Regions from separate parts of the Gossypium hirsutum genome. Here regions 1 and 3 are each linked to region 2. A link is a contact called in public Hi-C data. All regions are on one chromosome and are shown on one strand. The core of a region is the stretch at or near the end of the contact, and the rest is flanking DNA. Distances in the headings are between cores, read along the strand shown.

What was found. A called contact is a pair of places that touch in the nucleus more often than the background predicts.
Region 1: a Hi-C map of leaf shows a contact between it and region 2, with 3 times the contacts expected there. The contact joins the promoter of LOC107955860 here to the promoter of LOC107896402 in region 2. A contact is called at or near these places in 2 of 34 Hi-C or Micro-C datasets (both in leaf).
Region 3: a Hi-C map of leaf shows a contact between it and region 2, with 2.2 times the contacts expected there. The contact joins the enhancer-like site here to the promoter of LOC107896402 in region 2. A contact is called at or near these places in 7 of 34 Hi-C or Micro-C datasets (cotyledon and leaf).

The regions. Positions count from the first base shown.
Region 1 is chrA10:101,849,196-101,852,004 of Gossypium_hirsutum_v2.1, forward strand. LOC107955860 (cell wall / vacuolar inhibitor of fructosidase 1) reads left to right here and starts at 1,548. Exons shown (of 2, transcript XM_041078574.1): 1 at 1,548-1,594; 2 at 1,751-2,189. The coding sequence starts at 1,548. The coding sequence ends at 2,189.
Region 2 is chrA10:102,012,922-102,015,920 of Gossypium_hirsutum_v2.1, forward strand. LOC107896402 (F-box protein At5g49610) reads right to left here and starts at 1,360. Exons shown (of 1, transcript XM_016821564.2): 1 at 1-1,360. The coding sequence starts at 1,072. The coding sequence ends at 5.
Region 3 is chrA10:102,153,415-102,156,319 of Gossypium_hirsutum_v2.1, forward strand. No RefSeq gene overlaps it. Among protein-coding and RNA genes, the nearest start is that of LOC121208850, 4.9 kb to the right of the region's middle. Within about 2 kb of position 1,392, at least 2 of the 9 cell types and tissues checked have an H3K27ac peak or open chromatin away from gene starts, as enhancers often do. A contact at or near this core is called in leaf, where this site is marked.

The sequences.
Region 1 (2,809 bases), core at 298-2,797, 160 kb before region 2:
CGAATAAAGTCAAAATCCATTGGATTCGAGCTTTTTTTTTATCATCCCTAACAACAACATTATCAACTGAAGTAAAATTAAATTAAGTTAAATAAAAACTGAGAGAATTTATTTATTCAAAAATTTTAAATGCATAATTATGAAGTACACTATGATTTTTAGAACAAAATATGTTTGGTTATAATTATATATATAAGTATTATTTAGGGATAAATTTCAAAATTATACATAAATTTTGATTAATGTATAATTGTATACATGAACTATAATTTGGTGCAATTATACATATGAAACTCTAATTTTTGTTCAAATGTATACTTGAAACTTTAATTTTAATTTAATCATACACATTTAAAGAAATAAATACATCAATTTATTTTTATATTGGATAAATATAATTATTTTGTGTATGGAATATATAAACATAAAATGATGTTATATCAATAATTGTGTTAATAATTTACAAGAATTGGATCAAATCAAAATTTCATGTATAAAATTGCACAATATCAAAGTTCATATATACAATTGCACATTAAATCATAGTTCATGTATAATTTTGGTATTTATCCCTAAAAGTTTATTGCACTTTTTTGGGGAGAACACAAATTTAAACATTAGAGATAATATTGTTAGGAAGGGTAACCACGAGCTCTAAATATAGACAATATGTACTATAAAAAGATTCCCATAAATATGTTAAATTGAGAATTTTTTACAAAAAAATATTTTGTTAAAACTTTAATAGACGCGAAAAGTGAAAATATTAATTATGACAAGTGATTTTTATAGATCTTATCTTTAAATGATAATAAATTTTTGCTTTTTGAGAATAAATGATAATAAATTATTAACCCTTACCTATAAAAAAATTAAAATTAGATTTATATTATCTTTAATACATTATTTGGTACCAAAGTTTAGTTTCAATGTTTAATTTAGCATCTGAATTTTTTTTCTTGATTTAGTACTTAAGTTTGGTTTTAATGTTTATTTCGGTATCTAATTTTTTATTTTGATATTTGAAATCCTTATAGTCCGAATTTGGTACATAGTTTGTCTCCAATGTTTAATTTAGCATCTGAGTTTTTTTTTCAATTAAGTATTTATATTTTCTTTATTAGAGCACACGTGTCAAACATCTATTTGGTCACATAATGTCATTTGGTTTGGGTACCAAATTAAATTTTGAAGCCAAATTCATGTATCAAATTGAACCTTGAGATCAAACTCCTATACCAAATGATAAATTAACCGGTGGTAATAAATATACGTCTAACTTGTTATGATTTACGTAATCTTAATTTTTTTCCTCAAACAATTTTACATATAATATATATATATAAAATTAACCGTTATAATTAGTAAATTCTATTTAATTAGCATCCAAATTTTTTATTTCAACTGTTATGAAATTGGAGAATTAATAGAATTTGTCAGGACAGGATTACCTTACAACTTTTTTTTTATTTTATTGTAAAAGGCAATTACAATCTTTGGGCCAAAATTACGTATAGCAAATTTTTTTGCCTTATTTTGCTCCATATATGATTTCTTCTTCATTGAGAAAATTCATTCTGGAGCCTATAAATACGTTTTTTTGTTTTTAAACCAAAGCCATTTTACGTGCAAGTTAAGCGATATTCCAGTTACCTTTCAAATTCCCACCACCCAAATATGACCAAAATCATCTCTTTATTCATACTTGAAGCTGTATTTTGCTTCACATTTTTCACTGTAAGCTACTCAGACATCAACCTGATTCAAACCAATTGCAAAAAGACTCCATTTTACGATCTCTGCGTCTTGACTTTGAAATCCGACCCCCGGATGTGCCGGGGCTTGCTCGGATTGTGGCTGACAGTGTCAATGCTAAAGCCATTGCCACATTGAATCAGATTTCAGCATTGCTTAAAAGTGTCAAAGACCCCACCTTGGAAAAGGCCTTGGAAGGTTGCATTGTTTCATATAACACCATTATCCAGGGTGATATCCCAGTAGCAATTGATGCAATTGAGAAAAACAACCCCAAATTTGCTGTTCAGAGTGCAACTGATGCTGGAAATGAAGCTCAGGCATGTGAAAACAGCTTTGCAGAAAAGGCATCCAATTCGCCAATCTTTAGTGGAAACAAAGCTGTGCATGATCTTTCTGTTCTTCTTCAATCCATTGCCTCATTGTTACTCTAGGCTGATGTTAAGTCAGTTCTCTTTGTTATTAAATGATGATAAATAAATTAAAACAAAATGAGAAATTTATGAATTATCTGATGATTTTTTTCATGTTTGTTTACATCGATGAAGTATGCCATTACAAAATCGGTGTAATTAGCTTTTACTTTTTTAGCACAAACACTCAAAGGTGAAATAAAAACACAAAAAGGAATTTCTCACAAAGGAATCAAGTCGTGCTCTCTAAGCTCTCGACTAGCTAATCTCATGCCACTACTACCTGTTTATAGTCCACACGACTTCAACTAGAAGTAAAGGATAAGTGAGATAATATTTTGATAATACTAGCTGGTTTTTCACAACATAAATGGTTGACAAGTGACTTAAATTATTGTTCATATGATCTTCAATGATCTCTATTTTATCTTGATCAAAATCATCAAATAATCCTCAAGAAATACCAACTGAAAAATGCTTTAATTAAATCGGCTACACAGCGCCGATAATGCTTTGCTTATTCTTATGCTCCATATCCTCAGATTATCAACTGAGATACTGTCACCAAAATATTGTTATTAAACTCGAATATTTACTTATTAAATTTCGGGTTTATCAATAAATTTTGCTTCTGATTTATC
Region 2 (2,999 bases), core at 110-2,609:
CACCTTAATCAGAAGGGAAGATTGTGCTCCGAAATGCATATGCCGAGAACCACAATGGGAGGCTAGCACTGTTCTTCACAGAGTACATTTCCTTCCACACTCGACTCTTCTGATGGTATACTAAGATCTGCTTGTGAGTTGCCAAGAATATACATTCACCAGTTTGTGCAATGGGGAATATGCCAGGCACTAGTCCCCTAATGCATCTAAGGCTCACTCTATCCACCATATACCATACTTCTTTTTCGTAGTCTTTCATTACCCAAATATTCATCCATGCGTCCGAAATCTGAATCAAAGATAAGCATCCATCGGAATCCAACAAATAAACTCGATTTCCAGTCCCATAACTCACTTCATCAGGCAAAGAAATCTTCCTCCAAACATCATAATCAAGATCAAGTGCAAGTATATAGGAACAACTACCGGTCAACCAATGAAGGGCACCGTTAACAAATACAACTTGGTTCTTGTTCATATGAGTGAAATGATCGTCTCGATGTGAAACAAACTTCTTCCACTTATTCGAATCCGAATCAAATATCAAACATATGAAAGTCCCATCAGGTCTATGACCAAACGTACGATGATACCCTGCTAACACAACATTAAACTTGTTCTTTGATACATCACATGCTAAACCAACAAGCGTGGCTTCACCATCGGGATAAAACCGAGTAACAGGCCTCTCCCTACACCTAGGAAGCAACTTAAAGTCTCTAGTCATAGGGTTACAAACGTAGTAAACACCCTTATCGGGAATGCTAGAGCAACACAGCAAGCCATTACATGAAGCTCTGACCTTGACTCTATCTTTCAAGAAATCCAACGAGACTTCAGAGACACCCCTCAAATTATCAACACAGACCAAGCTTGATCTGGATTCTGGTGAACCCGAAGTCTCAATCAAGACCATTAGGTTCTTAGCAGACACCTCATTATAGAGTTTTATGAAATACTTGTCAGAGACTAATCTATACCAAAGTTTGCAAACAGTTTTATTTTTGAAAAGGGGCTTTACAGGCAATCTCGCAAGAACTTGAAGGATAACTTCATCAGGAAAAATACCCATCTTTCAAATTCATAATTCAATCAAGAAAAGCGAAAGAAGAAAGAAAATCAAGGTTTGCTTACCAGGGGAGTGAATTGGGGATTTCAACTGAAACAACAACAAAAGAAAGCCTTTTGTTTAGCTTTTTTTGGGGGGGGGGGTTGAAGAATCGAATAGTAAAGCAAATTATGGGAAGAAGAGGATGATGGTAGTTTCGAGGCAGATTAATTAGCGACCTGATAGGGAAGAAGCTTTTTCAGTTATGTTGCCGAAGGGAGCGAACTGCAAAGCGATGAAATAGCAGAGTCAAGGGCTAATGGGTCCACTACGCATCCATGAAAATATAACTAAATGGGCTTTTTCAGCCGATTGATTTTGTCCAAATGAAACCAAGGATTTTGGTTAAGACAATAAAGGTTAAAATCTGCTATTAGTCCCTATACTTTGAAAACATTAGGATTTAGTCCTTTTACTTTAAAAAATAAAAATCAAGTCTTACTTTTTTATTTAAAAATCTCAGTCTAATCATTAAAATTGTAAGTATTTTCTCCCAAAACTTGTCAAGTTAGAAATTTGATTAGGCTATTCTCATATGATGTGTGACATATAATTAATAGAAAATAAACATGATAAGTTAACAAATTTTAACAAAAACTACTAACAAACATAATGATTGGATTAAGAATTTTGGTTTAAAATTTTTAACCTTTAAATTATAGGGAATAAATCTCAAATTCTATATAAATAGAAGGACTAAGAGCATATTTTAACCAAAAATAAAATGCATAAAGGCACACAAAAAATAGATATTTCATAAATTTAATAAAATAAAAAATAACATATTGAGGTAAATAAATTTATTGTTGAAGAAATTTTTTTTTGTGAGAGAAAAAAAAATTACAAGAATAGCACTTAATCAAAAAAACCGCTTGAAGACTTATTCCTATCAATTAAAACACGAGCCATCTCAGGTGGAACGTCGAGCACTTGTAAATTTCCTTTCTCAAGCAAAGCTTGTTTAGCTAAACAATCCGCAATCTGATTTTGTTCTCTCGGAATATACTGCAAAAATCAATGATTTTCCTGAGACATAATATTATGGATACGCCTAATTAATGCGAAATTACAGACAGTTGAAGAGCTTTCGAGAATGCCTTTAACAACTTCCAAGATATCAGAATGAATGATAACGTGATCATAGTCCAACCGTTGAATTAGTTTAAGGCTCTCAAGAATACCTCACAGTTCCACATTAAAAACTGAGCATTTTTCAAGAAATCGGTGAAAGCCCATGATCCAATGCCCCTCCTTATCTCAAACAACTCCCCCAGTTGCAGCAAGTCCAGAATCTAATTGCACTGCCCCATCAGTAAAAAGAAGAACCTGTTCTTCAGAGGTATGAACTTTAACAGATTGATCAAGATATCCAGAAAGGACCTCTTGAGAGGAAGAGGAGAAATGTAATGCCCAACTGTAGGATCCTTGAACTATTTCTTTTGAGCTCCACGGTTTGCCTTGAAAGATGTATAAATTCCACCCTGTAAGGCAAAAGAGGTCTTACGATTACTTCGAATACCATCGCTTCTTCTGTCTTTGGAACCATTTAAAAAAGTACTCGAGACCGAATCTAGGAGCTCTATAGACAGTGAATCTGATTTAACTTGTTGATTAGAAGGAATATTATTATTTTTTTAAAATAACTGCGGAATGCTTACCTAGATCTAGAGTATTATCGGATATAGGGACTACAAAGCCTTTGGATTCGTCAAAAACAAGGTTATAGTGTGCTTTAATTTTTTCCAAATTTTCAGTGTCTATATTGGTCAGGTTTTTAGAAGTCAAAAGGCCTTGATCACTTGCAACATTAAAAAGATTGTCATTTTGTGAAACTGCAAGATCTAAGACTGTTGAAGCAGCGTAGAATAATTTGAAATTGGTAATTTAGCCG
Region 3 (2,905 bases), core at 142-2,641, 140 kb after region 2:
ATACAAGGGTTCTATTTATAATTCATTGTCATTTAATGCAACACATATAAATGAAGCTCACTTAAGTGCTTCATTAACACATACATTAAGCAACTTGCATATTTATTTTCATAATGAATGAGGGGGTTTTTTATCTCCTTAATGAAAGGGTTAGAATATGGACATCCATATTTATTTGTAATAATAATAATAAGAATAATAGCTACCACTTGAAAAATCTAACTTTCAAGTAAACAACTACAATTATTTATGTAAATTTTCATTTATTAAAAGTTATTCGTTAAAATTCTCAATATAATTGTATTTTTCATACAGAAATAATTTTAAATCAATCTAATATCTTCTATCATATGATTCAATATATTATTTTTGTTAATAATATTTAATGATTGAATTTTTTTTACAACTAACTGAATCTTAATTTGGTTAGCATCGACATTGTTGTCAATGCAAGAGGATGTAGGTTCGAGAGTGTCGAATCACACTTATCCTCCTATTAATAGAACATACAATATGGCAATCAGAACATTAAATATATTCATAATACAAAATGTTATGGAAGCTTATGAAATTACGTGAATTTTACATAATATTATCCCACCCAAAAAATAATTATATCTCTATATAATTTTATATCAAATTTTTATCATTATAATATTGAAAGAGTGAGAAACGGATAACAAAGTTTAAGCCCGTATTATTTAAATGCTAGACAAAAAATTTAACCACTAGACAAATCTTAATAAATAATTTTATATCAAAATCAAATATATAATATGTAAATTTTTGGCATAATAATAAATTTAGCCTTTAAAATTTACATCTTTTTTCAGTTTGCCCCTATTATTACTTTTAGCTAAATTGGACTTATAACCTTTTAAAAAGAGTTTAATTTGATCATTAACCTTTTAAAAAATTAAATTGTTGTTTTTTTAACAAAAATATTGACTACAAAGTTAAAACTTTTAAACATGACAATCCATATGTACTTCATACTCTTTTTTTGAATATTTTTATAATTTTAAAATTTTTTATTGATGAGACCAATTGTATCTTGTCAGCATGAAATATATGTAAACTGTCGTGAAGGTTTTTATGCCAATATCGTTAAAAAATTAATGTTCTAATCAATAGTCCCGTTAAGAAATAGTAAATTAACTCTTCTTAAAAGTTTAATTGTCAAATCTAACTAAAAAAAGATAAATGATAAATTGATAAAAAAACATAAATATTAAAAACTAAATTTAACATTTAAAAAAAATCAATGAAAGGATTGAAGCAACAATGGGACCTGGATCCAATATTTTTATTCCTTCATCAAATAATGATATTGGGCCTGACTCTTGTGAAGGTAATAGTGATGGGTCAAGAATATCTGGATCTGGGCTGCACCCACTAACTACGCTTTGACTTTTTAGTGATGTGACCATTTTTCTTTATACCTTTTAAAATCGACTATTATCATTATTCTCTCCACTATTGGTATTTTTTTAATTATTTTATTATTTTCTTATTGCATCATCTTGCGTCCGCTTCTGGTGTTTTTCTATTCTATTAAACGATGTATGGGATAACAATTCTTTTAAAATACAACCCAAAGACATAGGAGTATTTTAGTTTTATTTTATTTTGACATAATGATAAATTTAATATTCCATATCTTTCTTTTTCATTTCTTTGATCCTACTATTTTTGGAATATTTTGGTCCTCACCATTCAAATTTTAATTAAATTACTTTTCTTTATGTTAAAAAGTTATTGGTTTATTAAAATTTTAACAATATTGATGTAATAGTTGGTGTGATAATTTACGTATACTTTATTGTGGACATGCATAATTATTTTTATAAACTTTATTGAAAATATTGAAAAATTTTATTAATCATTTTAAAATTTTATGAAGTATATATGGATTGCCACATACGCATCCACTTCGCTATAGTTAAATTTAATTAGGCCAATTCAAATGAGTCAAATGAAGTTCATTTAATCAATTGACCTCTATAGGACACTATGTATGCATTCATTAGGAGCTTTGATCCATGAAATGTGACATTCTCCTCTACTTATTCTCGTGATGCCCTTACCATGTCCTCAGAATGATACCAGTTTGACTCGTCTTAGAATTGCCTCAACATTTCAACTGATTCCCAACTAATCTCTCTGTTAGGTAGTTATGCTTCTCTTGTTTATCTTGTTCGCAAGAGCCCACCGCTCTTACTTACTCCCATCTTGAATTGTCTCGATTAGGATCCCGTTAATCCGCACATATAAGCTTAGGTATGCCCACATTGAACACTGGGTTAACCTTGAGTATAGTCGCCAACTCTGATTTGTAAGCCCCTTAGCTTACCCACTTCAGAACTTTGAAAGGGTCTCTATGTCTTTGCCAAGCCAATAGTAAGTCATAATGTAAAACACTAGGAAAGTGTTTGAGATGTACCTCGTTCATAGAATTTACTCTATTCAACTGCTCAATTTGCATTACCACTATTCCTTTAAAGTTCGATGCATAACCCATATCTCTCATAGGTGGATGCCCTATTGATAACTCAACAGGCTTCATATTGATTTTTTGTACCTCTAGCATTTCCAAAGAGGTTTTTTTAGCACTTTGATCTATCAAGTCAATGTTCTTTCCACAATGAATATTCTCAGCTAGTTGGATTGTTGACAATACTTTGGTTCCACCCCTCATGTCTCTACTTACCGGAACAATGCAATTTTGTTTTCAAGTATCCAAGATACATATACAATCAGCAAAAAGAACTAACAGAGCATTAATCTTGTCAAGAAAATTCAAGCCAAGAATAAAGTCATAATCATCCAAGTGGTACCTCGAAGTCTTCCTTGCCTTTCCACTGACAAGTTTGTAGCTCAACTCCTTATGCCACTCCCATAGTTG